Linked DNA regions of Mus musculus: regions 1, 3 and 4 are each linked to region 2. A link is a contact called in public Hi-C and HiChIP or PLAC-seq data. All regions are on one chromosome and are shown on one strand. Each heading gives the region's core, a stretch centred on a gene start, on an enhancer-like site or on the middle of the called end of the contact. The rest is flanking DNA. Distances are from core to core; before and after follow the strand shown.

The links. A called contact is a pair of places that touch in the nucleus more often than the background predicts. HiChIP or PLAC-seq counts read pairs in DNA pulled down with a chosen protein or histone mark.
Region 1: an H3K4me3 HiChIP or PLAC-seq map of neural tube shows a contact between it and region 2, with 3 times the contacts expected there. The contact joins the enhancer-like site here to the promoter of Phf21b in region 2. A contact is called at or near these places in 7 of 39 promoter capture datasets (the 3T3-L1 cell line, cranial neural crest, embryonic stem cells and 2 more), 4 of 484 Hi-C or Micro-C datasets (adipose-derived mesenchymal stem cells, cortical neurons and nephron progenitors), 13 of 115 datasets of contacts at active chromatin or transcription factors (bone marrow-derived macrophages, craniofacial prominence, embryonic basal ganglia and 7 more) and 3 of 9 other capture datasets (adipose tissue, liver and pancreatic islet).
Region 3: a Hi-C map of cortical neurons shows a contact between it and region 2, with 1.9 times the contacts expected there. The contact joins the enhancer-like site here to the promoter of Phf21b in region 2. A contact is called at or near these places in 2 of 484 Hi-C or Micro-C datasets (CD8 T cells and cortical neurons), 5 of 115 datasets of contacts at active chromatin or transcription factors (embryonic stem cells, forebrain, memory CD8 T cells and 2 more) and 2 of 9 other capture datasets (adipose tissue and liver).
Region 4: a Hi-C map of the N1E-115 cell line shows a contact between it and region 2, with 7 times the contacts expected there. The contact joins the enhancer-like site here to the promoter of Phf21b in region 2. A contact is called at or near these places in 2 of 39 promoter capture datasets (HPC-7-derived erythroid cells and cancer-associated fibroblasts), 1 of 15 datasets of contacts at CTCF or cohesin (the NIH/3T3 cell line), 9 of 484 Hi-C or Micro-C datasets (the N1E-115 cell line, Sertoli cells, cerebellum and 5 more), 15 of 115 datasets of contacts at active chromatin or transcription factors (bone marrow-derived macrophages, differentiating embryonic stem cells, embryonic forebrain and 8 more) and 3 of 9 other capture datasets (adipose tissue, liver and pancreatic islet).

What each region holds. Positions count from the first base shown.
Region 1 is chr15:84,770,113-84,777,826 of GRCm38.p6, forward strand. It overlaps Arhgap8 (Rho GTPase activating protein 8), which reads left to right. Exons shown (of 12, transcript NM_001164628.1): 12 at 1,669-2,095. The coding sequence ends at 1,965. Among named protein-coding and RNA genes, the nearest start is that of Gm52202, 17 kb to the right of the region's middle. Within about 2 kb of position 5,514, at least 26 of the 459 cell types and tissues checked have an H3K27ac peak or open chromatin away from gene starts, as enhancers often do. A contact at or near this core is called in embryonic forebrain and neural tube, where this site is marked.
Region 2 is chr15:84,850,831-84,857,964 of GRCm38.p6, forward strand. Phf21b (PHD finger protein 21B) reads right to left here and starts at 5,299. Exons shown (of 13, transcript NM_001081166.2): 1 at 4,835-5,299; 2 at 3,909-3,974. The coding sequence starts at 4,888.
Region 3 is chr15:84,939,697-84,946,752 of GRCm38.p6, forward strand. It overlaps Nup50 (nucleoporin 50), which reads left to right. Exons shown (of 8, transcript NM_016714.2): 8 at 1-3,267. The coding sequence ends at 152. It overlaps 5031439G07Rik (RIKEN cDNA 5031439G07 gene), which reads right to left. Exons shown (of 10, transcript NM_001033273.3): 10 at 4,240-7,056. Among named protein-coding and RNA genes, the nearest start is that of Mir1249, 8.4 kb to the right of the region's middle. Within about 2 kb of position 3,390, at least 43 of the 459 cell types and tissues checked have an H3K27ac peak or open chromatin away from gene starts, as enhancers often do. A contact at or near this core is called in adipose tissue, cortical neurons and forebrain, where this site is marked.
Region 4 is chr15:84,752,157-84,759,392 of GRCm38.p6, forward strand. It overlaps Arhgap8 (Rho GTPase activating protein 8), which reads left to right. Exons shown (of 12, transcript NM_001164628.1): 6 at 4,182-4,280; 7 at 4,864-4,974. Among named protein-coding and RNA genes, the nearest start is that of Gm52202, 35 kb to the right of the region's middle. Within about 2 kb of position 4,540, at least 37 of the 459 cell types and tissues checked have an H3K27ac peak or open chromatin away from gene starts, as enhancers often do. A contact at or near this core is called in the N1E-115 cell line, cortical neurons and stem cell-derived neurons, where this site is marked.

The DNA.
Region 1 (7,714 bases), core at 4,264-6,763, 81 kb before region 2:
AGCTGTCTCCCAGGAGAAGGAAGACCAGCCCTAAGACTGGATCTGGGGGGGCTCTTGACAGCAGTCCCTGCACAGACGGGTCCTGCTTGCCTCAGGTCCAAAGTTATAGCCAAGTCTACTCTCTTTAACCTCCAAAGGACTTCCCCTCAAGGGCCAGCCTGGCGCCTCTGAGAAGCCTGGCAGTCTGATGCGATGCCCAGGGATGGGAAAGAGGAAGGCCAGAGGAGACAGTCTGTCGTATGATGTCACATTCTTGGCTTTCTATGTGTGGTGTGTATGAGTATATATGTTCATGCGTGTGTGCGTGGATGAACGTGTGTGATTGTCCCTGTGGGGGTCAAAGGTCAATGTCAGAGTCATCCTCACTCCCTCTTGGTTTTTAGTGACAAAGACTCTTAAAGACCCAGAGCTCATTTATTCAGTCAGCCATTATCAGCTGGCCAGTGAGCAGTGAGCTCCTGGGATCTGCCTGTCTTTATGCTCCCGTACCCCAGTGCTCCAATTATAGGCATGTACCACCACACTCATTTTTTTTGTGGGGGCCGGGAATTGAACTCAGGTTCTGTGACACGTGCTTTAGCTCCTGAGCCACCTCCCCCACTGCCCTCTACTGTACCCCCACATTCATAAGCAGTTCTGTCTCTCACTGTTAGTTTTCACGCAAGCAAGGATGTGCTCGGGCTGGCTTACTGGAGAAGCGGTTCTTAAGCTCCTCCTCAGACGCTGCTGTGAGCTGGGCTTGCCCTATACAAGGACTCAGCAGCAGGTCTTCTTTAACCTCAGGGCCCAGTTTCCTTATCTAGAAAGTGGGGAGTACTGAATCCTACTTATGCAGGTGGCTGTGATGGCCCGGAGGATGGAAGCCCCCAGCACAGAAGGCACTTTTCTCGCACTACTGGACCCGGGAGCCTGAGCTCACTTCCCCAGCCATATCACAGAAGCCAGAGGGTGTCTGGTTTAGATCTTCAGTGCTGGGTCCCCCACCTCAACCCAGTCTGCCAAAGTGGAAGAGATGCTGATGGGGTACCCAGGATATCCTAGATGGTGGAATCAGAGGGTCCCCACAGTATCAAGGCCAGAACCTTTTACAGATGGGAAAACTGAGAAGCCGAGACCCCCAAGTGGAGACATGGCCACATAGGATTTTGATACTGGCTGAGGTCTCTATTCAAGAATTCTTTTATTTACTTGTCTGTTTATTATTTACGTTCTGTAGCATGTGCACACACGCATAAACGTTTATGCGTGTGTGCATATGCTACAGAACGTAGACATGGAGGTCAGAATACAGTTTGCAGGGGCAGGTCCTCTTAGGCCATGGATTGGTGGGTCCCTCAGATTGCTAAACTCTGCAGAAGTTTACCATTACCCACTGAGCATTCTCAATGATTCCATTGGTGTTTGAGATGGGGTCTTTCACTGGCCTGGAACTCTGCTTGGATTATTCTGGGCTTCAAACACAAGCTGGTGGGGCAAGCGCTTGTCTCGAAGAGCGCCATCTCCCCAGCTCACCCCCTCCCCCTCCAGAGCTCTTCCCACCACACTGGCCCGTCAGGGATGTGGACAGAATCACCCAGAGCTCTCTCTCCACACCAGTCTCCCTTGGGGTGAGGGTGGAGTCCAGACTGCTGATGCCCGGGGCTTCATTTCTTGGATTTCCTCTTCCAGGTGTCTCTGGAGAGCATTTCAAACAAGATGAACAGCTCTAACCTGGCGTGCGTGTTTGGATTGAACTTGATCTGGCCATCCCAGGGGGTGGCTTCCCTGAGCGCCCTGGTACCTCTGAACTTGTTCACAGAGCTGCTGATAGAGTACTATGACAAAGTCTTCAGTTGCCAGGAGGCCCCTGGGGAGCACACCCGGGATACTGTGGAAGTACAGCAGGCTGGCCCTGTTACCAAAGAATTTATGAAGACGGGCACTCCCCGGGCCTCACCATACCTGTCCCGCCTCCGTATCTCCTGACTAGCTTGAGACACCTCAAGATGGAGACTGGAGATGCCCCCTTCCAATCTAGGCATCTGTGTACCTGTTTGTCTTATGAACTTACTATCTTTAAGAAGACACAGGAATTAAATGAACCCAGAACTTCCTAGTGGGGGTTTTGTGCTTCTGATTGTTGGGTCCATCACGGTTCTGGGAAATGTCTGAAATGACATACATGTGTGAGGGCAACTCTTCTGAGCCATAATTCAGCGTGACTAAAGGGAAATGTGAATTTGCTGGCAAGGGGCCCAGAGCAGTCACTGTTGGCTGCGGTGTTATGTGGCAGGCCATCCAACCCAGTGACTGACACAGCTGTGGACTGGTCACAGTCCCTGGGTTACCTGACAGGTCAAGAGTTCTTGGGGAACACACACATGTCCGGGGCCGGGCTGGCTAGCATCTGGGGAGATTCTGCTGTCTGGCCAATTACTCCTATCCTCCAGCAGGTGGCATGGGGAACATGGTATCTTGGTCAGAGGTGCTGCACAAGGTTTGTAAGATCTTTGTGATCGTGGACAGCAATGCTCACCTGAGCATCACCGGTGGAGAAGGATGTCCGCGGCCAAGCCAGTTGGCCACAGTGGAAGGTTGAGCGTTGTTGAGACTCCCGAAGAGGAGCGGAGCTACTGTTTGGCAGCCAACCTGCCAGAGGGCTCCGGGTTTCTTGGCCTCGGACTGAATCTTTGGCCTAAGACTGTCCTCTTAGGGTTGTAGGATGGGCCATTTACCTCATTAAATACAGTGCAGCAAAGTTCCCTACAGAAAGTTCCATACGTTGTTCTGATTGGACAAGCTTTGGTCACGTGTCCATCCTGGACCAATCACTGTGGCCAGAGGATGCTCTGCAGGGCTAGGCCTGGATCACATGTTTCCTGCCGGAATCCGGATCACTACAGCTAACAGCCACCACTGGGTGAGCCCTGTGCCAGCTGCCTTCACACTCGATTGCAGACAGAAGGGGATGGATGCGGAGGACGAAAGCCCACCACAGATAGTTGCTCTCAGTCCCCCCAAGCCTGGATGGAAGCTGTCCCATGCTTTGGGGGTGATTCCAGTGCCTGTCCAACATGGTGGGAAAGGAATGGAAACAGGAGCCCCAGGCTGTGGTTGTGAGGACTTCTCACAGGGCAGATTAAGAAGCAGAATCGAGACAGGAAGGAAGTGAGGTCAGGCTATGAGCCTCATAGCCCCCTCCTGCACGACCCACTTCCTCCTCTCCTAAAGTTTACAGAACCTTCCAGAACATTGCCAGAAACTGAGGTCCACGTTTTATCCATAGGAACCTGTGGAGGACATTCTGCACCCCTGAAGGGTGCCAGCCTCTCTCAGTAGCTCACACTGCCAGACTCCATAGAGGGTGGAGACCTGCCTGGGAACTGGAGCCCTGCTATCTGTCATTCTGGGTCAGACAGTATTGCTAGCTGGTTAGTGGCCCTGCAAACAGCCGACTTCTAAGCATGGGTTTGGCTGATCATGCAGAGCAGCTCCCTCTCCGGTAGACGACTGTTGACATGTTACCTCATCTACCCCAGAGATGCAGAGGACACAGAGGGATCGGGCCCAGCTTAAAAGGATTTCTCACTGTGAACAAGGGGTGAGTCTGCGTCCCTGGTCATATACCTAACCCACAAATGAGAACTCGACGACACATGAAAGAGCGGACACAGAACCATGCTGTTGAAAAACACCATGGCCCAAATTAACTTCAGCTTACAGATTCCAGTCCCTTGTAAAGGGAGGCCGAGGCACAAACCCAAGGTAGGAACCTGGAGGCAGCTGACAGGGAGGAGCTGCTCGCTGGTGGGTTCCTCGTGCCTTTCTCGGCTTGCACTCTTATAGCACCCAGGACTACCTGCCCAGGGTACTGCCGATGCTGGGCAGGACACTCACAGATGAACCATCAATCAAGAAAATGCCCCCATAGACTTGCATACAAGCAATCTGATGGGGGAATTTTCTCAATTGAGATTTCTCTTTCAAGATGACCCTAGTTTGTGACTGAACCCGTGTAGGCATCTGCTTTGCTCCTTTTGGAGGGAGGGGGGAACGAAACGAAGGGAGAGGCGAGGCTTGCTCTTCCCATTGGGACAGCATGGGGCTTATACCGCAGGCCCCTTCCATCTCTGGAAACTGTAGCTCTGTGGCAGTGTACAGACCTGAGCTAGTATTGCCAGCATGGTCAGCCTCAGCAAGCTTGCTCTTTTCTGTCTGATCCCTGACTAGGCATGGGCAAAGTGAAAGCCCAATGCTTAGAACATGAGCGTTGTTGGTGAACTGGAGGGGGCCTGTTACTCAGCCCTGCAGTTCTTCAGGGCGGGCTTGTAGATGACAGTGTATCACACCACATAGAATTTTTTTGAGATTAAAGTAGATTTGTCTTCCTGGTGGCCATCTCTGCTGCTCAACACTGTCACACCTCTGCTGGCAGTCTAAAGTGGCCCTGGGCTGAAGTATCCTTCAGCAAACGCCCTGCCTGTATTCAGGAGCTCGGGAGAGCCTGGCCTGCACTGCTGCTGAGCTCAGGGGCCGGACTCAGGCACTGGCCTGACACCTGTATTGAGAGAGTCCTTGGTGCCCTTGAGCCCCTAGCCAAGCTCCAGTCACACGTGTCAGGGGCCCCACTACCTGCCCACCAGGCTTTGTGTAGAGTTTTGTCTGCTTCCTGCTGCTCTGTCTTGCCAGGTCACCCGAAGCCACATGGATTCTCCTGGGCTTCATGACACTGATGGCTCCTCCTCCTCCTTCTCCTCCTCCTCCTCTTCCTCCTTCTTCCTCTTCTCCTCCTTCTTCTTTTTTTCCTCCTCCTCCCCCTCCTCCTCCTCCTTCTTTTCCTCCTCCCTTTCCTTCCCCTTTCTCTTTCTCTTCTCCTCCTTCTCTACTCCCCCTCCTCCCCTCCTTCTTTCCCCCTCCCCCTCCTCCTCTTCCTCTCCCTCTTCTTCCTTTTCTCCTCCTCCCCTTCTCCTTCTCTTCTCTTCCCTCTTCCTTTCCTCCCCTCCCTACTTCCTCATCCTCTTTTCTTCCTTTCCTCCTCCTCCTTTCCTTCTCCTCCCCCTCTTCCTCTCCTCCCCCTCCTTCTCCCCCTTCCCCTCCTTCTCTTCTCCTCCCTCTCCCCTTCCTCCTCCTGCTCCTCCATTACAAAGCCTTTCTTTTTCCTCTTGTTTCTCTTACTTTGCTTTCTTTGTTTCTTTTTTCTATTTCCTTTTATTTCCCTTTCTTTTTTCCCTTTTTTCTTTCTATCTCTCACTTTCCTTCTCTCTTTCTCCCCCTTTCTTTCTTTCTCTTCATTTCCCTCCTCTTTCCTCCCTCTCTCCTCCCTTTCTTCCTTCTGACAACCCCAACCCTTCCTCTCTGACCCCAAATAGTCAAACAAAGTGGGCTTCCAGCATGGCTCAGTATGGCCTTCCGAGGCAGCCAGCCCCCTTGTCCTGCTCGTAGCCTCTGGAAAAGCCACCATGCGTCTGCACCCCCCCCCCCATGGCGTCTGTGCTCTCAGAATGCTGAATAACCCCAAAGGGTCTCAGAGTTCTGCTGCCAGGGAGAAAGAAAGAAAGAAAAATGATGGCTCCCTTAAGAGCCCACCATTGTGAGCCCCGAATTAACAATGACATTAAATCAAGCCTCATGCATTATGCAGTGGGGTTTACAGGGAAATGCGTGTCTGTGAAATATATGTTTCAAATTTCCTGACTTGGAGAGGTGCCCCAAGACGGTCTCCTGCCGCTCCTTTGATAACAGTTTCCCTTCACAATCGGTAATTGTGGAATCCCAGCCCAGCGCTGCGTGGCCCCGTCACCTTCCCGTGTCTCAGTACAATCTCCCCATCGTTCCCACAGCAAAAGAAAGTGATTATGGCAGTCACACGTAGGAAGCACACGACATGTCCCAGCTTAAAACAATGACAACAGAGCCTGCATGAGGACTCAATCTCCCGGACACAGGGGATAGATTATCCAAGCATTCACTTTTGCGGAGATGACAGCGATTGCCAGTTGACTGCAGAGGTTCGGCAGGCTGCCCAGAACTTGTGGTTGACATTCAGAGAAAGAATGAATTCATAGAATGAGCCACAGATACCTCCCCAGACCCACGCATGTTAAGGTTCCACGATAGCGGGAGATGTCTGGGAAGGAAAATGGAAGTCAGAAAGTAAAAGTCACTCATTGACGATTGAAGCCCAGAGTGCTGCAGACACCGAGAGAGCTCACTCACTCAGCGAGCTTTGGAAATCAGCACAGTGTCTAGGAATGACCTGGAAGGTGGACCAGAGCATTGTTGCATGTAGATTCAGCTGGCCTGACCATCAGGAATAGCAGATAAGCCAAGGTGTGTCACCAGCGTGACTGAAGAGTATCCTGCATTTATTTAGTATGGCCAGGACAGACCTGTGTGTGTTGATTTGGATCACAGTTTCCCCTGGTGACCATCCCTGCTGGTCAGCACTGTCACACCTCTATGGCACACGAACTGGCAGGAGAACATCACCCAGGGTCACGTCTGCAAGCCCACGATGGTTCATCGCCAAGTGGTCTCATAGACACTGAATGATATACGAGCAGAAGGAGTTATTACAGAGTGAATGGTGGGTGGTGAGGGATGGCTCAGTGGGTGAAGGAGAGTGCCAGCAAGCCTAGAGACTGGAGTTCAGTTCCTGGGAGTCACATGGTGGAAGGAAATAACTGCCTCTCACATGCTGTCCTCTGATCTCCGCAGGTGCACCATGACATGTGGGTGACCCCACACATGTACACACACCTGCTATGTCCACTCCAGTAGTGACACGCGCGACAGGCCCTGAAAACCTGGGTGCTGTCCCAAGGCGAAAAGTTCACGGAAACTTAGTCTCCTGGAATCATGGCATCCTGTATAAAGAATGCTCCAATGTCCTTGCTTTAGTTGGTAAACAGATCTGTGTGCTTTCCCTTAATATTGCTTTATTATAAGTGCTCCTAAGGATTGATATTTTGACATATAGCTAAGTTAGATTCTAGGCAGTCCTTGAGCTGACCCTGGGCAAGGATAGCTAAGTCACTGCCCTACACAGAAATTTACCATGATCTAGGAAGAAGGAAGTTTGTGATCTAAGAAGGAACCAGAGTAGATACTTACAATTATAGATAGCTGAGTTACACCCATACACAAGTATTTACAATGGCGTAGGTGGAAGGTGGACTATATAGTAGACTAGAGTAGGAACTATGGCAAGGGCACGAAGCCCTTGACCCTGGCTTCTAAGATTAAGTGGACCTTAGATGGAGCCGTTTTTGATCCCAGTTGTTAAACATTGAATTTTATCCCAGTTGGTTCCTGCCAGTCCTTCCATGTTAGCATTCCTCTGTTTTGTGTAAGAATCAAGTAACCTCTTTGTACCTGGCCGGTGTGTCAGCCAACTTCTCTATTTTCTTCTGTATAAAATGTTTCATGCTTGACAAATTACATTCAGACTCTACACAATCTCGTGTGTCACCGACTCCTTGTCCACCTGCAACCAGAGACCTGTTCCACACAGATAGGAGACCCAAAAAGGGGATAGTCTGCGGCACAGACCCACACCCTGTCCCCCAACGCTAAGCAGAAAAAAAATAACTGAGTGGGGGCGTGCAGAGAATATGACTTGGTGGTAGAGCACTTGCTTAGCATGTGTGAAGTCCTGGGTGTCAGCCTTCAGGGCTTGAAGAAGGGAGAAAGGCACAGAGAGGTGGCAGGGTGTGTGTGTGTGTGTGTGTGTGTG
Region 2 (7,134 bases), core at 4,049-6,548:
CCAGGCCTAGGGAGAAGGCAGAGCCTAGCTTCCAGGTGATGAATGCTCTCAAATGGATGGTAGCTATGGCTCGGGGACTGATGTAGGAAAATTGTCAAACTTCCTGTGGGTGACTTGTGTCCCCATGAAACACAAGCAGAAAGGGCTTTTGATCTCTTCCGGGAGATGACAGCACTGAGCAGGTCCAGGGTGGTGGAGAGTGGGTCCCGCTCGCTGGAGGGCTCTGGTGAAAGAACGGGTCCAAGCATTTGCCCCAAGCAGTTTCTTGCAAAAGAAAACACAGAGCCTTTCTCACCCTTGTCTTCTCTTTAATGTGTAACCATTCTGTTTCAACATGGGAAGAAGACCGAGGTTTATTCTTCTAGAGCAAAAAGCTCCGAAAACAAAAGAGCCTTTCAGCAGACAGTGTTGGGGGTGAGTGCTCTGGGGATAAACCAGCACACAGATTCCCGTGTCCAGCTCTCTGGTGTCTGACCTAGAGAGTGAATCATACTGAAGACACCATTCAGGCAGGGCCTCTAAGCACCTGATACATAATCCCTCTCAAAAAGACAGATCTGTATCGCCACACCTGAGGACAGCCCCTCAGAATCCAGACTCCATAAAATCGACAGATCAGGAGGTGTCCCAGACTCTGGGCTCATCTTCAGGGTCTCCTTCGCCATGCCCCAAGAGCTGCAGCTGCAGTTCAGACAGAGCCCCTGCTCGCTGAGCTCACTCTGGATTGCAGGGCAGGGCAGGTGAGGCCATGACGAGCTTGAAAGGCTGTGCAGAAAAGGAGGGGGGAGAAGCTTCCGGTATTTATGATTCCCCTATTATTTACACAAAGTGCTTCTTGCTTGACAATGCAGATTAAAATGTTACTGCATCTCAGCATGTGTTGCAAATTCTCGGAGTAAAACCACTGAGGCAGCTAATAGAGGCTTCACACAGCATGGCTTAAGTCTGGTCTACCCCAGGTCCAAAGCCCGCCTGGCAGGCTGCCTGTTATTTGGGGGGGGGGGTCACCATTCCACCTTCACACCTCCCTTCTTTTGAGGGGAGAGGGATATGAACTCCCCTTGCAAAACACAAGGTATGTAACAGAAACTTGTATTCAACCACAAGATGCCCCCAATGATGGGAGGAAAACTGTACACAGAATTTCTCCCCCTTCCTCTGACCAAGGAGGAAGTCCTCTCAATATATCTGTATTTCTCAAAGTAACTGAAAAGTAAAACAAAATATCCCAGTGCCAAGGGCACTGTCTGTTGGAGTTACCCTATTGCTACTGTGTATCTAACAGAGGGAGTTAACAAACTGTAGTTTCAGAGTTACCTTACTGCTACTGTGTATCAGAGGAAGTTAGCAGGCCAACTGTCCTCTAACTATATATAGTTTCATTACCTGCCTGTGAACTTCTAATTGAAACTTAACCTTTTTATTTCATATTCCAAGGGGCAGCACAGGAAAACAGGGGTGGAAAAGCTATGACCCCCCCACCCCCCAAATAACTGTATATAGAGAGATTGTACCTTTAAATTCTTCCTTGAATTAAAATATACACTGCACTACACCTGACTTATGAAATTTTTCGCCCTCACTCCTGCACTGCAACTAACTTCTCCAGGGCAAGTTTTGGGTTGCCCATGCAAAACTGAGTAGTCTCTGACCTTGTAAATCCATCCGGTCCCAGCCAAACTGCCAATCACCACCAAAGTCCTCCAGAAAGCACAGACAGTTAAAATCACCAGCTCATTACATAGGTGAACCCTGAGAGCCCTTGCAGACGGCGTAAGAGAGACAGGCAACTCTATTAGCATGCTGAACCCTGCCTCGGGCCCCCTCCTCTCCCTCTTTTATGAGCCCTTGTTATATAAAAGGCCACAAAGAGAAACAGAAAAGCAGACTTGCCTTCACAAACACAAGTTCCGATGGCCAGGCCAAACCCTGGCTGCCTACCAAACGTTATTTTTAGGCATCTAAACGGGAAACATTTTTAAAAGGCCAGAGAACAAAAGTTTTCTGGCTTCCTTTCTTTCTTTTAAAGCACTCACACAAAAAGATGGAGGCACTGTTCCTTTGCAGGCAATACTCCCGAGTTCAAATTTAAAGGCAAAGGCATCCTGGGGGTGGGAGGGCTCCTCCCCCCCCCCCACCTCTACCCCAGGCTGCCTCTACCTTCAGACAGGATTTTCAAAGATTTCCTTTGTAGCCTTATCTAAATTCCGGCATACGGGATAATAAATAGCTACTCATTTACTATCATAAAAAATTTAAAGCCCTGAAATAGTTGCCACAATCCAGAAGAAACGATCGCACACAAGCTCGGAAAGACCTACTCCAGATAGTGAAACTAACTGGCACGAAGCGCACACATAAAGAGACATTGTTGCGAAGAGAGGCACCTAGCATTGGTTTTTCCATTTTAAATCTTCTGCTCCAAGCCTAAGACTTCACAACTTCGCGTTTTACCCAGGCTATCACACTGTTCCAGATTTGTTAGTTTTGTTTTGTTTTGAGTATCTGGTTTGATTCTACACAGTGATTAAACATCTTTGTGCTCTGCGGAAAAGGGTCTTCCAACCCCTCCCCCTCCAAAAATGGCATCGAAGCAATCAAAATGGTAATGCCGGGCCTGGGTCCCCTCCCCCCGCGAACTCCCCGACTTCGCCGGGGCCGCGCGCAGGCCCCCCTCCGGCGAGAATGGAAGCTTCCACTCGCGGACGGGGGCGCGCAGCCCGGGGGTGGGGGGTTGGGGGGGACGGGCTCCGACAGAAAGGGGCAAATGCCTGACTCCCCAGCCTACGGTCCAGCCCGGCGTCCCCTCTGCTCTTGCGCGCCCCCTCCCATCACTTTGCAACTTTAAAGACTCGGCCTGGAGCACCGGCCTGCGAGCCGAAGCATCCTCCCAGGCAACTGCGAGCTCCGCGCCGCTGGGGAGAGGGGGGTCCCCGTGGGCTGGGAGAGGGAAGTCGGCCGGGCCGGGGGTCCTCGGGCTGCCCTAGTCCCGGGCGGGCGGCGACATTCCGAAGGAAGCGAGAGCTATTCCTGGGCCCGGGCGGCGAGCTGGGGGAGGGAGGGGCGCGCCCCCGCCCGCCGCCTCGGAGACCCGGGTGCACCATTGGCTGTACAGCTCAAAGTTCTCGGCCGGCGGCGCGCAGGGGCGGGGGCGCGCGCGGAGGGGGAGGGGCTCGGGGGCGCGCAGTCGGCAGGGCTCCGGCGGCGGCATCTGTTCGTGGTGCTGAAACCCGGAGCGCTGAGCTCAGCGCAACTAACTCACAATGGACAACTTTTCTTCGCCGTGGGGGCGGCGGGCGCGCACCCCCATGGTTGGAGCTCCTCGCGGGTCCCCACAGCCCCTTTCAGGCATAGACACTCAAGTTAGGGCAGAACTGGGGGGTCCCGGGGGCGCCTTTCTTTTGTTCCCCGGGAGCTGGCGTCAGGTTCCGAGAATAAAAAGTGAGGCCGGCGGGATGGCCGGGAAGGGGCCGGCTAGGAGAAGGATCACCAAACCGGGTCGGCAGTGCCACGCGGAAATGGCTTCCAAGGAGTTTGGGGTGCGGGCCTGAATTGCCGCCCCCTTGTGTCCCCCTCCCACCGCAGCAGGGATCAGGGGATGCCGAGGCCGGGGAATGTCCACGTTCCCAAAACATGTCCACCGCTCAAGATGGACGCCGGGCAGCCGGCGCCTCGGAAGGTACGGCGCAGATCTTTGGCCGGCCGCCGGAGCCTCGCGCTCCCCTCAGCCACCACAAATCAGCTCTTTCTATCAAGAAAGGGAGGACGGCAACTTTGAGGACTGCAGCCATAACCCCACGGGAGTCGGAGCGTGCGACGACCGTACAGGCACTTTTTAGGGTGCTGCCAAAGTGCCCGGCGATCCTCCCTGGACCCCGGTCCCCTGTGGGGGATAGGCCCCTCCTTACTTGTTTGTCGCTGAGCGCTGCGATCCGTGGCTGCCTTTCGTGGAGCTGCTTCTTGAGGTCGCCGTTCTATGAAGACACAGAGGAGCGGGCTCAGCCTGGCCGCCCCGGGGGGGGGGGCGAGCAGGCGAGCCCCGAGCCCCGCATCCCCACCACCCACTGCCTGGCGGACCAAGCCGACCCCAACGCGCCCCAACTTTCCGGGACCGCTTTCCTCACACGGGCCACCGTGCAATGTCGCGCGAAGCAGCTTACCTGTGGCTGCCGCCTCATTGGGGCAGCTCCCGGGGCGGGGCGGGGGCCGAGGCCACCCGGCGGCGCGCCCCGAGCCGTGCAAGTTTGCAGGCCGGGGTGCGGGTGCGAGTGAGTGTAAGAGTGTGTGCCGGGGGAGGGGGGACGAACAAAGAGCCAAGTAAACACGGCGAGTCCGTGTCGAGCAAAGCTCATAAATATTCAAGTCGCGTCCTAATCTCCCCAACACACACACGCGCACGCCGCAATATCACTCGGGCACCGGCCGCCTCTCGCCGGAGTCACAATCGCCAAACTACTTTTGCTAACAGTGAGGGTCGGTGCCGGGCTGGGCCCGGAGCAGGAGGCTAGGAGCTGGCCGGTCCATGCACCCTGTTCCCTGGGCAGCTCTAGGAGGGTCCCCTTTCCGGTCGCCCGAGTTGTGCAAACGGGGCAGTGGCAGAGAAGACGCCACGCTGGGGTCCCACGAACCCTGGATCTGCAAACAGTGCTGGATCGCACGGAAGCGAGGGGGAGAGGGAGAACTAAGGGTTCCATCCCAGCCCCGGGACATGTTCCAGGAAGGGGCCTGCTTCCAGCACCCCTGAGACCAAGAGTTAGATACGGAGCTTCGATCCCTCTCGCCTCCACTCCCCGGGCCACTAAGGCTCCCCGGTCCAGTATCCGGGACTACCTACCTGGTGGCGCGCGAGTTCCACCGCGAGCGCCTCGGACCGGCTTTGCAGCTCCATCGCCGCAACTTGGGCAGCACTTTGCGCTCACTTTGGCCGGAGCTCGCAGGAAGTTGTGCGGCTCGGCGGGAACCAGACCGGGAGAGCTCGGATCCGGTGTCCCGGGCACAGAGAGACACGAGTTCCCTCCTGCAGCGCCGATAGGAAAGGAGGCTGACGAGAGGGAAGAAAGGCGAGCTGGCGCCCAACTCTTCCGGCTGCCGCTAAGTTGCGCCGGGTGCCCGGGCTGCCTGCGCCGCCCGGCGCATGGCCCCCAGGCGCCGGGAGCCCCGCGCAGCCCCCCAGCGCGCGCCCTGTCGCCGCCCGCGCCAGCTGACCGCCGGCAGGGACTATATTTCCTCCGGCGCGCGCGCCTGGATCTCGCTGGGGCCGCGGCAAAGTTGTGCCTCGGCACGATGCTAATTCGGCAGTGCCCGGATGGAGCGGGCCGGGGCGGCAGGAGGCGGTGCCGGGAACCCGCTGCCCGCCCCGCCCCGCCCCGCCCGGCCCGCGCGTGCGCATTGCGTTCGGCCCAGCGACCAGGCTCAGGAAACAAAAGTGGCGGCTGAGCGGAGCGCAAAGTCGCGGCTCTGAGATCTGGGCGCCCGAGCGATCTCCTCGGTGCGCAGCCGAGAGCACGGGGAGCAGGGAATGCTTTCACAGTCCCACTCCCGGAGCGACAATTCCCGCAGCAAACTGAGATGCCACCCTCCTGCTTCTTGCACCTCCTCCCTCCTCCGCTTCCCCTTCTCGCCTCGCTCTCCGGTTTTATTTAAATCACCCGGTCCTCTCCCGCAGCGCCTAGCACTGAGACTGGGGAACTAAATCAGTCCTGTCGCCGGAGTCCCAGCGCCTAATGGCCGCTGTGGTATTTAAATAGTATGAAAACTGATCTCTTGATTGGTCCTTTAATGATTTTTTTTACACTCACAATTAAACTCTCAACAGATGTCCCTAGACTTTTTTTTTTCCAGACAGTTGTTAAAAATCGTAAACACGACAGGTCAGTGTGACATAAAGCAATCATAACTACAGCTGCGGAGATGACATTTCAGAATTCCCAGTCCCGGGGCCGGGGTCAACGTCTCAGAGATTACTGCGGCGGAGTTTCCTGTCCTCATCAATTAATGTCGGGGCTTTGTGCCCTGCTGGGCGCTAGCACACTAGTGTGTTTCAAAGAGGCCAGGGAAAGGGGGGCCTCTGTGTCAGAGTAACCGTGAATTGATAGAGACTCATAACTAACTCTTTCCGTGGGTCACAAGAAAAGGAGGAAGGAAGGAAAGAAAAGAAAACTCAGGCACACCAGTCAGAAATGTCTCTTCAATGGATGCCAACAGTCTACATATTTCCTTTACCCCTCAGGAGAAATCTCTCTCTCTCTCTCTCTCTCTCTCTCACACACACACACACACACACACACCAGAACACCAGTGTTGTTAGAGCCATATACAGTATTGGTCACAGTCGACAAAGATGACAACGATCTAACTGGCTGACTAAACTGGTTCCTCCCACTTCTGGGTTAGACTCAAGTCAAGACAATGTCTCCCACTCCCCATTTTTTCTTTCAACCCCCCCCCCCATTTTGTAGTTAGAGGTGCAGAGGATCCAGGGGCTGGAGCATACTAGGCAAGCCTCTGTTACAGGAGCCATGCTCAAAGCTCCACTCATGTCTTTTGCTGGGGAGGACAGCAGCCTAGGTGAAGACTGGTGTTTGGAGGACCAGGAGGGGCATGTGCTGGCCAAGAGACTCCCTCCTGTGATTTCTGTAAATGTCATTGGCTTTTGGCAAAAACTCAGGGTTATCTTTCTGGCCATGTGGTCCTTTCATCAACAGGGTAGACTTTCTGGCTTTCCTTGGCTAGTACAGACTCTAGCAGATGCCCACCGAAGGAGATGTGCCTGGTCGGATGGTGACGACCCAGTGTGGTTTGTAGTTTTGCCCACTGTCGATTGATTTAGGCTTCAGTAATGATCAACATGTCACCCACTTCCTGGATCATGGCACAGGCCATGGTATGGGAGTTCTCTGACAGACAGTGCAGGAGAGGCAAAGTAAGCAACCAAGGATCAAACCCAAGGCCCGGCCTGTGCTAAGTAAACACTCTACCACTGGGTTACATCCCCAGCCACCTGCTTTGGAGACTCTGAACTTTGATCCCCCTGCCTTGGCTTCCTGAGCAGCTGGGAGCAGGTGTTCTTGTAAGCAAACATGTAGCTTTTCCTGAGCTCCTACAGGCTTCTCTCCCTTCACCTGACCAGTGTTC
Region 3 (7,056 bases), core at 2,140-4,639, 87 kb after region 2:
CAGGAAAGAACAACGTCCTTATCGTCTGTGTCCCCAACCCCCCACTCGATGAGAAGCAGCCCACTCTCCCGGCCACCATGCTGATCCGGGTGAAGACGAGCGAGGATGCCGATGAATTGCACAAGATTTTACTGGAGAAAAAGGATGCCTGAGCACTGAGGCTGACCAAGGCATGTTGCCACGTTGCTGCTTCCCCTCCGTCCCTAACTTAGTCACATTCTTTCCTCTTCTACTGTGACATTCTGAGAACTTCTAGGTAACTTGAACTTTTGTGAGGAAGATTAAGGCCAATAAATCCTTTCAGTGTGTCGAAGCTCTTCTCCCTTCCTAAGAACTAAGCAAAATACATTGGAGTGAAAAGTGTGGGAAGATGGTTTTTAATGTTGATTCATTGAGTAAACTAACCTAAGTGATTCTTAATGGACTATAATCAGGGTACCAGTTAGCTCTCCAAAGGCTCCCTCAGGCAGCAGTGGTGCCGCTCTCTGCCTTCCCCAGGAGACCCAGTGTTCCTGAAGACACCGCCCGTTTCCTTCCTGTGGGCTTGTCTGACCATGACTAGCACTCCTGCCAGACAGCACACCGCCACACTGTGACCGACCGCGCTTGCCCATTCCTTCTGAGCTGACTGGGTACTGGGAATCTGTCGTCAGCCTGTCTCGGCTGGTGCTGGCCTTTGACCTGGAGCTGCTTGACTGAACCAGGAACCGCCTTTCCATGGGAAAGACCATGAGTGGTGGCTCGTGGGGAGCTGGCGGTGGACAGACTGGGTCTGGAGTTTATCCATGAGGTGCTCTTACTAGCTTTCCTCCCTAGTTAGCATGGACGGGGGCTGTCAGGAATAATGGATTTTATTAAAAGCACAAATTTGGTAGTGTTTTTATATCATTTCTATACCACAAATAAGCCTTTATTTTAAAAGAAAAAAGTGAAATCGTGCTGAAAAGGGTTGTGTGCTCATGGCCGTTTGTGCCCTGCTGAGCCCTGGTGGGCACAGTCTGAATGGAGTTCTCTCACGAGCCGTGTGCTCATGAGAAGCAAGAGTATGGGAGTGGAAGACGGCTCATTTGGCCCGTAGCTTCAGACAGCAGCATATTATTTGGCGTCTGAAGAAAACATTTTTATCTTTACTTTTTTAAGGATGAGGTATTATTGAGTATGTCCATTTGGAAGAGAGCCATGGTTCTACACGCTGGTCATGTTACCTCAGAGCGGTGAGGTTGCTAATACTAGTATTCTCTGAAGACCAGACATGGGTTAAATTCGAGATTTGATGACGAGCTGGTCATGGTTCCTGTCTAATCCCGGTGCTGGAAAAGCTGAGGCAGGAAGATCATTTGAGTTCACAGCAGCTTGAGCTACTGTAAGACACCTCCCCCACCCCCAATAAAATCAAATAGAATAGAAAGTTTGACTCTTTAAAAGTCCACTTGCATTTCTCATAAAACCATTTGACACTAGGACCAGATCTTGTCTGAAGGCTCAGGGTCAGTACCCAGGGGCGCACACTTGTGTGATCAGGTTCCGACAAAAGCTGGGTGGCACAGTTGCTTTCTTAAAGCTGCCGTGCTAGGTGGGATGAAACCTGGTTAACTTTTATTTTCACATGGGTCTTAGTCTCACTATGTAACCCTGGCTAGCCTTGAACTCAGATCCACCTGCCTCTGCCTCCTGAGCCCAGAGATGTTCTTGAGGTGGGGTGACAGTGCTCTGTGCATTTTGGCACGTATCTGCAGATGCATGTTTGTGCTTCTTGGGCTGTGGACCTAAGGAGATGCTGTGCGGTTTGGTTTGGTTTTGCCTTGTAGCATGGAGAATTGGTTCCTAGCAAGCAGGTTGCTGCTTCTGTTGGCCCTGGCCCTGGCTTCTTCACATTGGGCTTCCCAGCTTTCCAAAGATGAAACAAGGGGTGTGCATTTCAGAACAGTACTGTGTAGCCACGTGCCTGTGGGGCTGACACGTGTCAAACTCACAGGCACTTTCAGGAACTTGTCTCTTCATGGTGGCAGTGCTCTGTGAGCATCTGCCCATGCCTTGAATATTTACCAAAAGAATAAAAGCAAAAAAGATCATGACTGGACTGCCTTCTAGAGCTCCCCGGCCAATTTCAGTTGTAAATTAGTGAGGGTGGCTTGCTTTTTTTTCTAACATTCCAGCAATTTGCTGCTAAAGACTATCACTTTTGGAAACAAGAATTACAGGGGAGATGTGTGGGGTGTGACTGTAACTCGGTGTCTTGTCTTTATGCTTTAGGAGCTAGCTCATTGCATCTGACCTGAGTATGGGAATCACTATGAAGTCTGAGTGTCACAGGGAGGCCCCCGGAGGGCACTCTGTTCTTCTTCCACTGTGTGTGTAGCTGGTTCCAACCCATGGCTTAAACTTCATTTATGGTTTAACGTGTTAGAAACTTGCATCTTGTCTGTTTAATGTGAACTGAGGTGTGTATCTCCAGTTTGAAAATCTCACGTTGTGTCTTACATTTGCCTGAAGGAAGTGTGTGTTCTCTGTGGTCAGGGTGCATCTGGCAGATGCTAAGCCTGGGCCTTCCCACACTATAGCTCACACTATGACACATTCCCAGCCCTGCCATGTCCTCCTCAGAGAGCCACACTGTACAGGCTGTGTCTGTGTCAGTGACAGGTCCGACTGTTGGTGGGCTGATGCTCTGTTTTACCATTTCAGTTCTGAATCCTGTTTTTTTACATGCTGTGTGCCAAAAACCAAAACAAACCAACAACAACAACAAAAAAAATACCTCCTATGGCATAGAGGGGAATTCACCTTGCTGTCAGGGAAAGCCGTTTCCCTACCTTTTGAACATTACGAAGTCTGTTCTTGCCAGTTTCTTCATTATGTTACTATCTCTGAAGATGAGAAACAGCCCCTTGAGGCTGCAGAGTACCCACTTAGACCACTGGAGTGGGATTTTAAGGAGATGGCCTGCTCTGTCACTTGTAGGTGAGGTTGGGAGTTCTTCAGGGCGTCTTTCTAGCCACATGCTCTGTACACAGCCACCAAGTGCTCTCCAGAAGCAATCACAAGCCTGAGGACTGTCCCTTAACACAGATTTGTAAAAGTGACGTCAGACTTCGTAGCCAGCACATGGAGTGATCCGCCTTCTACTCGGAACGGGAACTTGTTTTCTCCAGCTAAAATACTTGAATTGTCAGGCAGTGTAATCTCAGTGTGTGTTAGCTTTTGAATGAGCCTTTAAGGAAGTGTAACAATCCATGAAATGTGAATAAATGGAAAGTTGAAAAACCAGCGTTGGGTACTGTTCTGTTCTGTGATATTCTTGGCAGATCAGTGGGGAAAGCAGCACACAGTAGTGTGCACAGACGGATCTGAAGTGGGGGCTGACCAGCTGACTGGGATGTAGGGTGAGCAGCTTGAAGCTTGGCCCGGGCCTGCCTGCACTGGATTACAGTCGGCTGCAGAGCCAGAGCCCTGTTCTAGGCAGGCAGTCCTCCAGCCTCAGACAAATTCCAGCTGGGAGAGGTTAGCTTTCTTCTTCAGAAGTAAGTTATTCATACTAGATTCTTGTTCATTCCGTGATGTACTTACTGGAGTTGTGTTCAGATTCTAAAGTTTCCTAAGAGACACTGCATTATCTGAGTTATAAGGTGTTTTCCTGGTTAGGGGAAAAAAGCTAAAAGGCTGTCCCCGGGGTTCCGAACTGTGAGATTCATAAGTTATAGGTGCTTGCTGAAGAGCAAGATTGTCCCTGAGCCATTAGGGAGACAGACTGATCTGGTGTGGACCCCCAGTGTAACCCTGGAGCTTCCAGTGCCAGAGGTTCATAGAAATTAGAGCTGACAGCTTTTGGGGACCCCGCCCTAAGCCCACTCAGGTCAAGGCCAGTCTTTGATACAGTGGTTTTTGTATAATCACACTACTACTAGTCATTGTATGTGAACGGATGACGCGCTGCACAGCTGTGATCAGCCAGCACTGGCTGGCAGACTCCCTCCCTGTAACTCCCAGATAGAGCCATGACTCCATGCCCGTTAGCACATCCTAGGAGGAGATGGCAGTGACCACCAGCATTCCCAGGAACTATGACAACCTCTCATGACCGTGAGGAACCTCGCAGTCACTGGACCTGAAGGGATGTATTGGGTTTACCTTCTCTTTGAAGATCCCAAGCCCTGGCAAACGGGGGTGACATGGCTTGCTGGGGGACCAGGGCCACATGGCCCTTTCCATCACCCCCACTGAATCACTGGACTTCATTGGTTTCTAGAATTGGCTTAAGTCTTTTGAGTAAAATTGTTTATTCAAAATATAATCAAAGTTCACCAGAAACAATGGTTATTTCAAACTGAGCAACCTAATTGCTTTATTAAAGTCAGAGTCCAAAATGAAAGAGCCATCCACATAGAAGAGAGAAAAGTTTTGATGGCCCACTGGCTTCCATGAGGCTGTAGGAGGCAAGTGAGTGACACTTAAGAACAGGAACATTCATCGCCCATCCCCAAAGCAAGCTTCTCCTTCCTCACATTTCCCAGCTTCCTTCCCTTTAACAAGCACAAAGTCTGATGTCTCCAGTTGACATGGGCATATACAGTGAGCTACAGAGACTGCATTATTTTACACTCCTCTCTTCTACATACGTTCTGGAAGGTTTTCCTTTCCGGGGAACATTCTCTTCCAGGCTGACAGCGGCTCCTTACAGGTATGTATGAGTCAGGATAAAAGACCTGAGAGCAGAACTGCCCTCCCAAGGCAGCTGGGAGACGGAAGGCCAGCAGGGCAGCCAGCTTCCAGAGCAGAGGCTTCAGGCCACTTGAAAGGGCTACCCAGTGATGTGGATAGCAAGGGGGCATGGGTTTCCTGCCAAGCCGCTGCCTCCTTCCCACCTCCTTGTAGTTGTAGCAGTTCAGAAAAACCCTCCTGGTCTGGTGTTCCTAGGGTAGTGACTGGCTCCTTACTATATGTCCCCTCAGTCTCCCTTTCTCTGTCTCCACTGCAGGTCTAACCCCGGGGTATACAGTATATTAGGACCTATTCTTTGTGACATAAGTCATTTGGCATGTTTTAGAAACCCATTTGCATGGAAGGTGGCTATATTTCTGACCCGTGATGATTACAGGCCCTAGAAAGAGCCAGCCAGATGATCTCACCCTCCATGCTCCCCCCTTCCCCCACCTCTCACCCCCACTGCAGAGGAGCTCCGCAACAAGGAAAGTCAGATGCCTGCCAGGATCTTTTCTGAACTCCCATTTTGGGTCCCAACTTCTATTCCAGCCATCTTCCTGCTACTGTGATGGTTTTTAGGGGGTTCTCTTAGAAAAGCTTTGAGAGTTTGCAGTCCAAATACTGCCAGGGTGTATTTTCATGGGAGCACAGAACCGAGCCCAAAATATATCATGTGGTCAGCTTTGGAAATGCCCACACTCTGGCTAGGGTGGTCACTATCCCTCTCACAGGGTCTTCACAGACCAACCAGTATGTGGTATGGCGTCTGTCAGCCCCAGAGGATACCATTTCATAATGTTATCAAAGTCAAGGTCATTCCCTTGATTTGCTATTTGTTTGTATTAATGTGAAACATGTATTAAAGATGGGGGCATTTAAAAGAAAATTCACTTGAAATGTCTCTAAAATATAATGCAATGTCTCAAAGAAAGATGGAATCACAAAGTCAACAGCCACCACTAAGCCTGCCTTGAGAGGCTGGCCTTCTGTTGGGTATGGGTGTTCAAGGGAAAGCCACTCATAATTCGCACACTAACACATTCTATGTGTGCTACCTCATGTCTTCATTGAAATGTTTTTTTGTAGAAATCAGAAGTTTTGAAGTAGCAAAACAAAACATTTTTGTAAGTGTAAATTCTCATGTAACAATTTTGAAAGAAAGAACACTGCTATTTGCATCAAGTGTCCTGATCTACAAAGGGAGGGGCTGAGGTCAACAGAAGGTAAGAAAGCTGAGGGGAGCAGCCCAGATGATGAGAGTGCTTGCCCAGTGGCACAAAGCCCTGGGTTTTACCCCTAGCACAGCATAAAACCGGCATGGTGGTGGAACCCTGTTAACACCAACACATGGAAGTGAAAGGAGGGTCATGAGTTCAAGATCACCCTCTGTGTACAGTAAGTTTGAAGCCAGCATGGGCTATAGAGACCCTGTCTCAAAAACAACAGAGAGCCCGATTGGCAACTCATGGCCTGAAGTCACCTTGGAAGTAGATAAACACCGAACTCCATGGCTTCCTCCACTTGTGGGGCTCTCCCTGTTACAGAACTCAGATCTCCACCCCAGCCACAGGCTATCAAATCACTTAGCTTGTGTGATATTCTAACCCTGGCTGCTGGTCCCAGGGGCTCAGAGAAAGGTTTGGAGGTGCGTGTCAGTATCTACTCACCACTCCTCACCTAGAAGGACAGGGCAGCATTCTGACTTCCTCCCTGGAAGGGCCAATGCAGATGCCCCAAGAGGCTACTTTTGGTTCAAGCTCAAGATATTTACACGAGGTCTCCAGACCCCAGCTCCACTCTTCAGGTCCAGACACAGAAGGCAGTAGCTACCATGCCAAGGTCGGTGACTTCTGTGAAGCAGGTCACCCCAGACCCATGGTACCTGCACATTCACGTCCCTTTTGAGTGTTCTATTTACTTTTTAGGGTCACCGTGTCCACAGGGACAGTCCTACTTAATGATACAAAGGTAAGGGAACCTAAACAGAGAAGCTGTGTGACGGGGTGATGTTAAGATACTCAGATTTTAAAGTGAGAAAAAAACAGCCAATGTGAAAAACGGACAGGACCTAAAACTCAGTACATCCAGAGTTTAGACCAGAAATTTAAAACTTATGAATATGAACACACACACACACTAGACTGGACCAACTAAATACACAGGAAAATTTTTTTTGAGACAGGTCTCACTCTATAGCCCTGGCTATCCCGAACTTGCTATGTAGACCAGGCTGCCACCATGCCTAGTGTATTTATTTTTTGCCTGTGTTTTCAATAATAATCCTTTGGGGGGTAATGAGCCTGGGCTACCTCACTGTAGGCAGTCTGGATGCTAGCAAGATCCCAGGAGGCAAGA
Region 4 (7,236 bases), core at 3,290-5,789, 99 kb before region 2:
GACAAAGGACGCAGACCCATCAGGAATGAAGGTATGGGTCAATCCTCCAGGAAAAGAGCCAAGACCTGCTGAGGTGCTGGCTGAAGGTGAAGGAAATACAGAATGGGTAGTAGAGGAAGGTAGTTATAAATACCAATTAAGGCCACGTAACCAGTTGCAGAAACGAGGATTATAAAGTAATATGAATGCCCATTGTAAATTTACTAATGCGTTTGCGATTGTACGAGGGATAGTTATATCATGTTAGGCGTATTTACAACCTTGTTATTGTTTCATGTGAACATGAGATATTATTTGTGTCAAGTTGACAAGGGGTGGATTGTAGTGGCTATTCCTGGTTGTCAACTTGACAATATTTGGAATGAACTACAATCCGGAATTGGAAGGCTCACCAGTGACCCTTATCTGGAGGCTTGGAGATCCTTATCTGGATCTTGGTTTGAAGATCTTGAGCCATAGTGGCTATGGATTCCAGAAGATTGAATCTCCGAGTTAAGGAACACACCTTTAATCTGGGCTATGCCTTTCATCTGGGATTAAAGGTGTGGTGGAACACACCTTTAATCTGGGCTACACCTTTTGCTGGAGACAATATAAGGACATTGGAAGAAGGGAGTCTAGCTCTTGCTCTTGCTCCTTCGCCTGCTTGCTGCGTGAGACTGAGTAACTGCTAGATCCTTGGACTTCCATTCACAGCTGCGACTGAACAATTGTTGGGAATTGAGCTGCCGACTGTAAGTCATCAATAAATTCCTTTATTATCTAGAGACTATCCATACGTTCTGTGACTCTAGAGAACCCTGACTAATACACATGGGGACTTCTGTCAGCTCTTTCCAAGTCAGGATTCTTTCTCATTGGCTAATGATTTCTCTGCCAGTATCAGGAATTGCTACAAGGGACTGTAAGACCTGCCTCTTCGGGGACCCCTGGGGCATCTTCATTTCCTCTCCATTTAGCCACAAGCATCAGGCACAAACTGCACCCAGCCACATGGTGAGTGGGTGAGCTTTATTCAGGCGGGTAGGGACACTCAGGCGAGGGAACGTATTCAGAGAGGAAGTGACAGCATCCTTCCTGGTCAGCCAGGAGGACTCAGGAAGAGAGGGCACACACATAGTGAGTGGTCACATGGCCCTCAAAACCTTTTGCTGCCTCCTCCTCCTCTTCTGTCATATCCTCCTGACCCTTCCCATTTGTTGATATCTACCTACAGTGGCTCAAAAGTCCACAGCCAAAAGGAACGTTCATGTTGTGCCCTGTGTATAGGTGAGAATGCAGGACAGAGACAAGGGCGGGCATCACATCCTTTCTCCCCACTCCCCTCTGACTTCAGCAGCCCAGCCCACCAAGTCACCAAGTGCATGGAAAACTCCAGTCTTCCTGCATCCCCCACCTCCTACCTATCCTCCTTGAGGGTTCAGTTCTCGAGTCTCCATCACTCAGACGCAGTCACACTGTTGGTATCAGATCCCTCTTCACTGGACAATGAGCGACCCTAAAGGTCATTCAGGTCCCAGAGCCTGCAAATCGGTCACGTTCCACAGCACAGGAGTTATGCCGACAAGATTAAGCTGAGGAGTTGCAAACAGAAGACACTTGGAATGTTCTCCAGGCGAGAGGTGAACAATGGGGTCCTTAGAGTAGCCTTTCCCAGCACTGTAGGGGAAGAAGCTTAAAGGGGCCGTGCTGCTGGCTTCGAGGATGGAAGCAGGAGTCCCACACAAAGGGTCGCAGGCACCTTTAAGAACTAGAAGAATTAAGGGGGCCACAGCCCTGCCCGCCCATGGTCTTCCCCACTGACCTGGACCCCATGGAGGGTATGCTGGTGCCATTTCAAGCTGTTTCTTTTGCTCCGGGTCCCTGACAGCTGCCTGGGGACCACCCATCTATAACCTAGGACCCCAGGACCCCACCAGTACATGTTCTTGAATGTCTGCCTGCATTGATGTGTGTGCTTACGCTACACATTCCTATTCAGTGTGTATGTTCATTTGCATTCACAGAAGCACACACACACACACACACACACACACACATGCACACACTCCATCAGTGGCTCCTGGAAAGTGCTGCGACCTTGCCTCACCTCACCTCAAGTCCCATCCCACACTTCACCTGGCCTATAGTTCAACGTGCCTTCCCCACAGCCCTCATGTTCTATGGAACGTAGCATGCACCACCATGCCTGGTTTGTTCTAGAATATTTTTAACTCTCCTTTGGGGGTTGAATTATCAAGTCACCTTATGTTATACACCAAACCATCTTATGTCTTTCAGCCATGCCTTCTCTACCTCTAAACAGGGGAGGTCAGTGCTCAGAGAGGTCATACAGCTTCCATAGGTCACACAGCTTGTGAAGGACTCTGGACTGGGATCTAAGGACAGAATGAAACCTGAACACAGGATGAAGTGTGTACTCACACACACTTGAACTTGGATCCTGAGCACTGTCCCGACTCTTCCAGCAGCTGTGGGTGTGGCACAAGTCTTGCCCTATGCCTGTGCTGGCATTCCTGACTGAGCTGCTCAAGGCCCTTCCGCCAGTGTAAAAGGCCAGATGGGTCATGTCTACTTACCCTCGCTAATCCTAGGGTCCAGCGGGTGCCTGGCTTAAAAGCAATCGTCAGACAGCTACAGAGAGAAAGGTGGTGTGTGGCTCCTGAGTGGGCAGGTGTGACATGGGAGGTCCCCAGAGTGCTGAAGCAGATGTTACTGTCTAGAAAGTTCCACAGGACAGCTAGGTCCTTAGTAGGCTCAGTGGGCTCTTCCTGTCCATACACACAAAAAAAACCATTAATAGCACTTCATACCCCAGAGGAAACCTTAATGTCCCCAGAGCAGAGGCAAAACTGTCCCCGAGTTGTCTGTTATCTGAACAGATAGGTGAGGATGCCCCATAAGACCTGTCCCAACCCTTTCCTCAGGGCCTAGGGCCTGCATTCTTTCCCCAGATAAGGCTCCCTGGCTCCCTTGCTCATGGCTGGAATCTGGCCCCCAGGTCTGATCCACTCTTGTCCACAAGAGGGAGCCAGTGCACAGGCCTTGACCTCCCTTGGGGTGTGGGAACTGTTTTAGGTTGGACCCGGAATTCTACTCCACTCACAGGGGTGTCCCATCTATCAGATCCCCTGTGGTCTTGTTTTGTTTGAGCAGCGGTAAGTTAGATAATCTTAATTTCATATTATCTACAATGTGGAGCACACATGGGTTGTTTTAACTGCAGCAGAATCTGGCACTGCTGAGCACAGAACTTGCCTTTTCTCATCATTGCAATGTCTACTTACAATGGTTCAAGTTCACAGTCTGTATCAGTGGGACCCAGGCCTTGGCAGATCACCAGCCTTATCCTGGACCCCTGGGAGAGAATAGAAAGGCTGGCAGAGGCCATGTCTCCCCATGGCCTGAAGCATCCCTGGAGAGTCTCCCAAGGTCCCTGCCCTTTGGTCTGTCAGGGAGAGGAGATGGCCCAACACAAAACAATTACTCATCTCGGACCATAGTGACTTCAGACATGCAGGCTCGGCTCACTGGTCCTCTGAGCTGGCACATAGTTATGGTCAGTATCAAAGTCAACCTGGCAGTATGGAGAATCACATGGGAGAGGGGTCTCTGGGCATGTCTGTGAGCAGTTATCCTATTAATTGAAGCGGGAAGACCTGTACCATGTGGGTGGGACCATTCCCCTGGCAGCAGATCCTGGGTTGTATAAAGAGAGAAAGGAACTGAGCAGTGGTATACGTGTGTGCATCGTCTGCTGGCCTGGACATAGATGACCTGCTGCTTCGAGCACCTCCTACGTTGACATCACTGCCATGATGGGAGTGTTGCTTGAACTTTGAGCTGAAATAAGTCCTTTCCCCCTTAAGTTGTCTTTGTGCAGTATGTAAATTCACAACCAGTTCAAAGTAGAGGCATAATTATTTTATGCATGCGAGCCTCTAGGGCCTGTGGCATATTCTGGGTGTCAGTGCATGCTCTGTCTTTTGTTTGTTTGTTTGTTTGTTTGGGGAGGGGGAGGTTCAAGACGAGGTTTGTCTGGGTAACAGCCTGGCTGTCCTGGAACTCTGTAGACCTGGCTGGCCTTGAATTTACAGAGAACCACTTGCCCCTGCTTTCTGAGTGCTGGGATTAGAGACCTGCCCCCTCAACATTTTATTCTCTTGCTTCTCCTTCCTCAGTCACAAGTTTGGGAAAAAAGTCACCTACTGCAGCAACCTGCGTGAGCTCCGAGAACACCTTCAGTGCGACCAGCTGCTCATCCCCCCGGAAGTAGTGCGGTGAGGGCCCGCCCCCGCCCCCGCCCCGCCCCGCCCCTGCCCCGCATGGCTCTGGGGTCCGGTATCCACGTACATACATGAGGGAGAGCAAACCACGAAGGCTGCATACAGTACAAGTACAAACTGATTAAAAACACATCCAGGCACGGGTTTGCCGTTCTGCTTCTGAGCCGGATATGAAAGGGGTTCCCTGGTGTGCTGGTGAGCCGTGTGTGGAATGAAATGTTCTAGGAGTGGCAGGCGCGGGGGATTCGGGAAGACAGCTAGCGGGCGTTTCATTCAGCTCCTGCTGAATGCCCCACTGAGTGTCTGGCAAGCCGGAACGCAGGGTCAATGAGCAGAAACTCCGTGGCTTCAGGCCTGTGCCAGGCAGGCCAGCTCCAGTGAAGCTCCTGAGCCTGGTCTTCACTTCTCTCTGAGGATGCGGCGCCCTGCCCCGGGATGCCTGAAACTTACAGAGGTAGAATATGTGGGTTTCCTATTGATGCGGATGGGGCTTAGTCTCCACATAGCACTTGGAGATGACTTCTATGGCTAAAAGGCTGTCCCCCTGTGAGGTGACACTCTCCTGTTGTGTCCATAGGTATGACGAGAAACTGCAAAACCTGCACAAAGGTCAACCGCCCCCGCCCACCAAGACACCGCCACCTCGGCCGCCTCTGCCCACCCAGCAGTTTGGCGTCAGCCTGCAATAGTAAGTAAAGGAGAGATACTCTGCCCTCCTGAGCAGTGGGACCCCTCTCTGTCCAAAGAGGTTACCCCAGGCCTCTGCCTCCTGCCTACAGGAGAGATAAAGGTTCAAGTCCCCTCTGAGGTGGAGTGGCCGCTGCTCCATGTGTACCTGGGCAGAGGACAAGAGCTTTTCGGCCACCCTTCAGTTCTGGCTCCCTGCTCTTTGGGCCTTTCCTGTCATCTTCCAAGTGAGACATGCTCGAGGGACTTTGATCTTTGGTGGATCTGTCATTTCCTACCTGTTTACCAGGCCAGCTTCATTCACGTGCATCTTGGGCCCCTCCCCCAGAAGCCTTCCCCAGTATCCCATCACAGCATCCCCAGTCCAGGTTCTTATGTGCCCCACCCTCTGGGTCATGAGTTTGTCCCTCTTTGGGTCTCATGCCCTGGTAGTAGACCTGGCCGACATAAATCCAAGGCGATGTTTTATCCTAAAGAAGCTGAAGCGGTCAGGCCACCCACAGCACACTCGGGAAGAGCTGGACACTTCAGTTGCTTTGTGTGAGAGACCCGCACGAGGTTTGATTTTAGGTCCACGAGGAGCTGGGCACCCTGGGAAGAGTTTAAGGGAAATCTGTTGGGGATGTAAGTTTGTCCCTGTGCTTCCTGGGCTACCAGGACAGGATTCCTCTTGTCCTCTTGTAGACGCTGGGATAAGACCCATCCAAATGCTCTCACGGTCTGCAGTGCATGTGTAGAAAACAAAATATGCCCAGTGGATGTCACATCCTAACCTCCCCAGTACCTGTGGCTGCAACTGGCTGGCAGGAAGGATTTTGCAGATGTGAGCAGCGTCTTGAGATGGGAGCTAACTGGGACACTTTGGTGAGCCCAGGGTAGCCCCTTGGGTTATATAAGCAAGAGTCTGTAAAGCTGCAAAAACAAAGAGAATATCCCAGAGCCTCCAGGTCCTCCCCCACCCCACACACACACCTATTCTAGACTGTAAGGTAAATCAGGGTATTGTTTTAAGCTAATTAGTGATGACAGCCATCGGGAAGCATCCTGAGGTGGTGAGGTGGCTGTCACATGCTTCTGTACCTGTCAGCTAGGGAGGTGTGATAAAGCAGTGTTCTCTGAGTGGATGGAGCAGGATGCGTCCCCAGGGGAGCACCTTGGGATATCACAAAGAGGACTGCTGTTCCTCCGAGTATCTCCCTGGATCTCCACTGTCTGATGGAGTTTTCTGTTGTGACGGGCGTGGTCTGCTGGACCAACTCCAGGTTGAGTGAGCACATGGCTACTTCCTGTCTTAACAGCTTCAGTAGCACCTGTGCCTGCTCCTGGGTCACACAGTACCTCCCCACCCAGCCACACGTTCTCAGAGAGAAAAATGCAGTAAATGGTGAAATAGTCCCCCTCCCCCCCAAACTAGAACACAAACTTGCCACTAAAGAGTACTTCCTTTTCATGGGTTATGAAAGTTTGCTGCTGTAACTCCCTGGTGGTCCACACATCATAGATGCTACGCTACCCCAAAGGCAGGGGAGAGCAGGTGCCTGCAGTAACTACAATGCCCTCTAGGGGTCGCTGGTGAGAGCTCATCACTGCGGCACCAGGCCATCAAGAGACAAATTTTCACAATGTTTCTGAGGCCTCTCTGTGGCCTTTCTGCTTCTATGGTTCTACTGCCAATGTCCCTAGTGGTTCTTTCACTCAGAGCTCCTTCTAAAGGCTCCAGCCATACTATCTGATGGCCTGTTGTACCCCGCAGAGCTATCTCTGTCTTCTCAAAAACAAAACAAAACAACAGAAAACACGAGTGCTTGTCACTAAGCCAGAGTACACTATATTCCACCATATACCGTGATGTGCCATGTGTCTGTGAGGCAGAGATATATCTGGGGCTCACTGGCCAGCTGGCCTAACCTAATCAACACCTACTGGGCCAGTGAAAAATGACACCCATCCATAGTCGCACCTCCTGCTTACAAGCATACATATACACACAACCACTTGAAAACGGAAAACAAGGGTAACGTGCAGATTCGTACATTGGGCATGGGCCTGAGCATCGAGATTGGGAACCTGTTGGTGGCTGTCGTCAGTCTTGCAGCTCTACCGTGTAGCTGGGTTTGGGGGAAGACTTGGTTTTTGTTTTATTTTATGCATGTGGGTGTTTTGCCTGTATGTGTGCCTGTGCACCGTGTATGTGCCTGCTTCCCACAGAGGCCAGAAGAGAGCGTCAGATCACCTGTAACCAGGGTTACAGATGGCTCTGAGA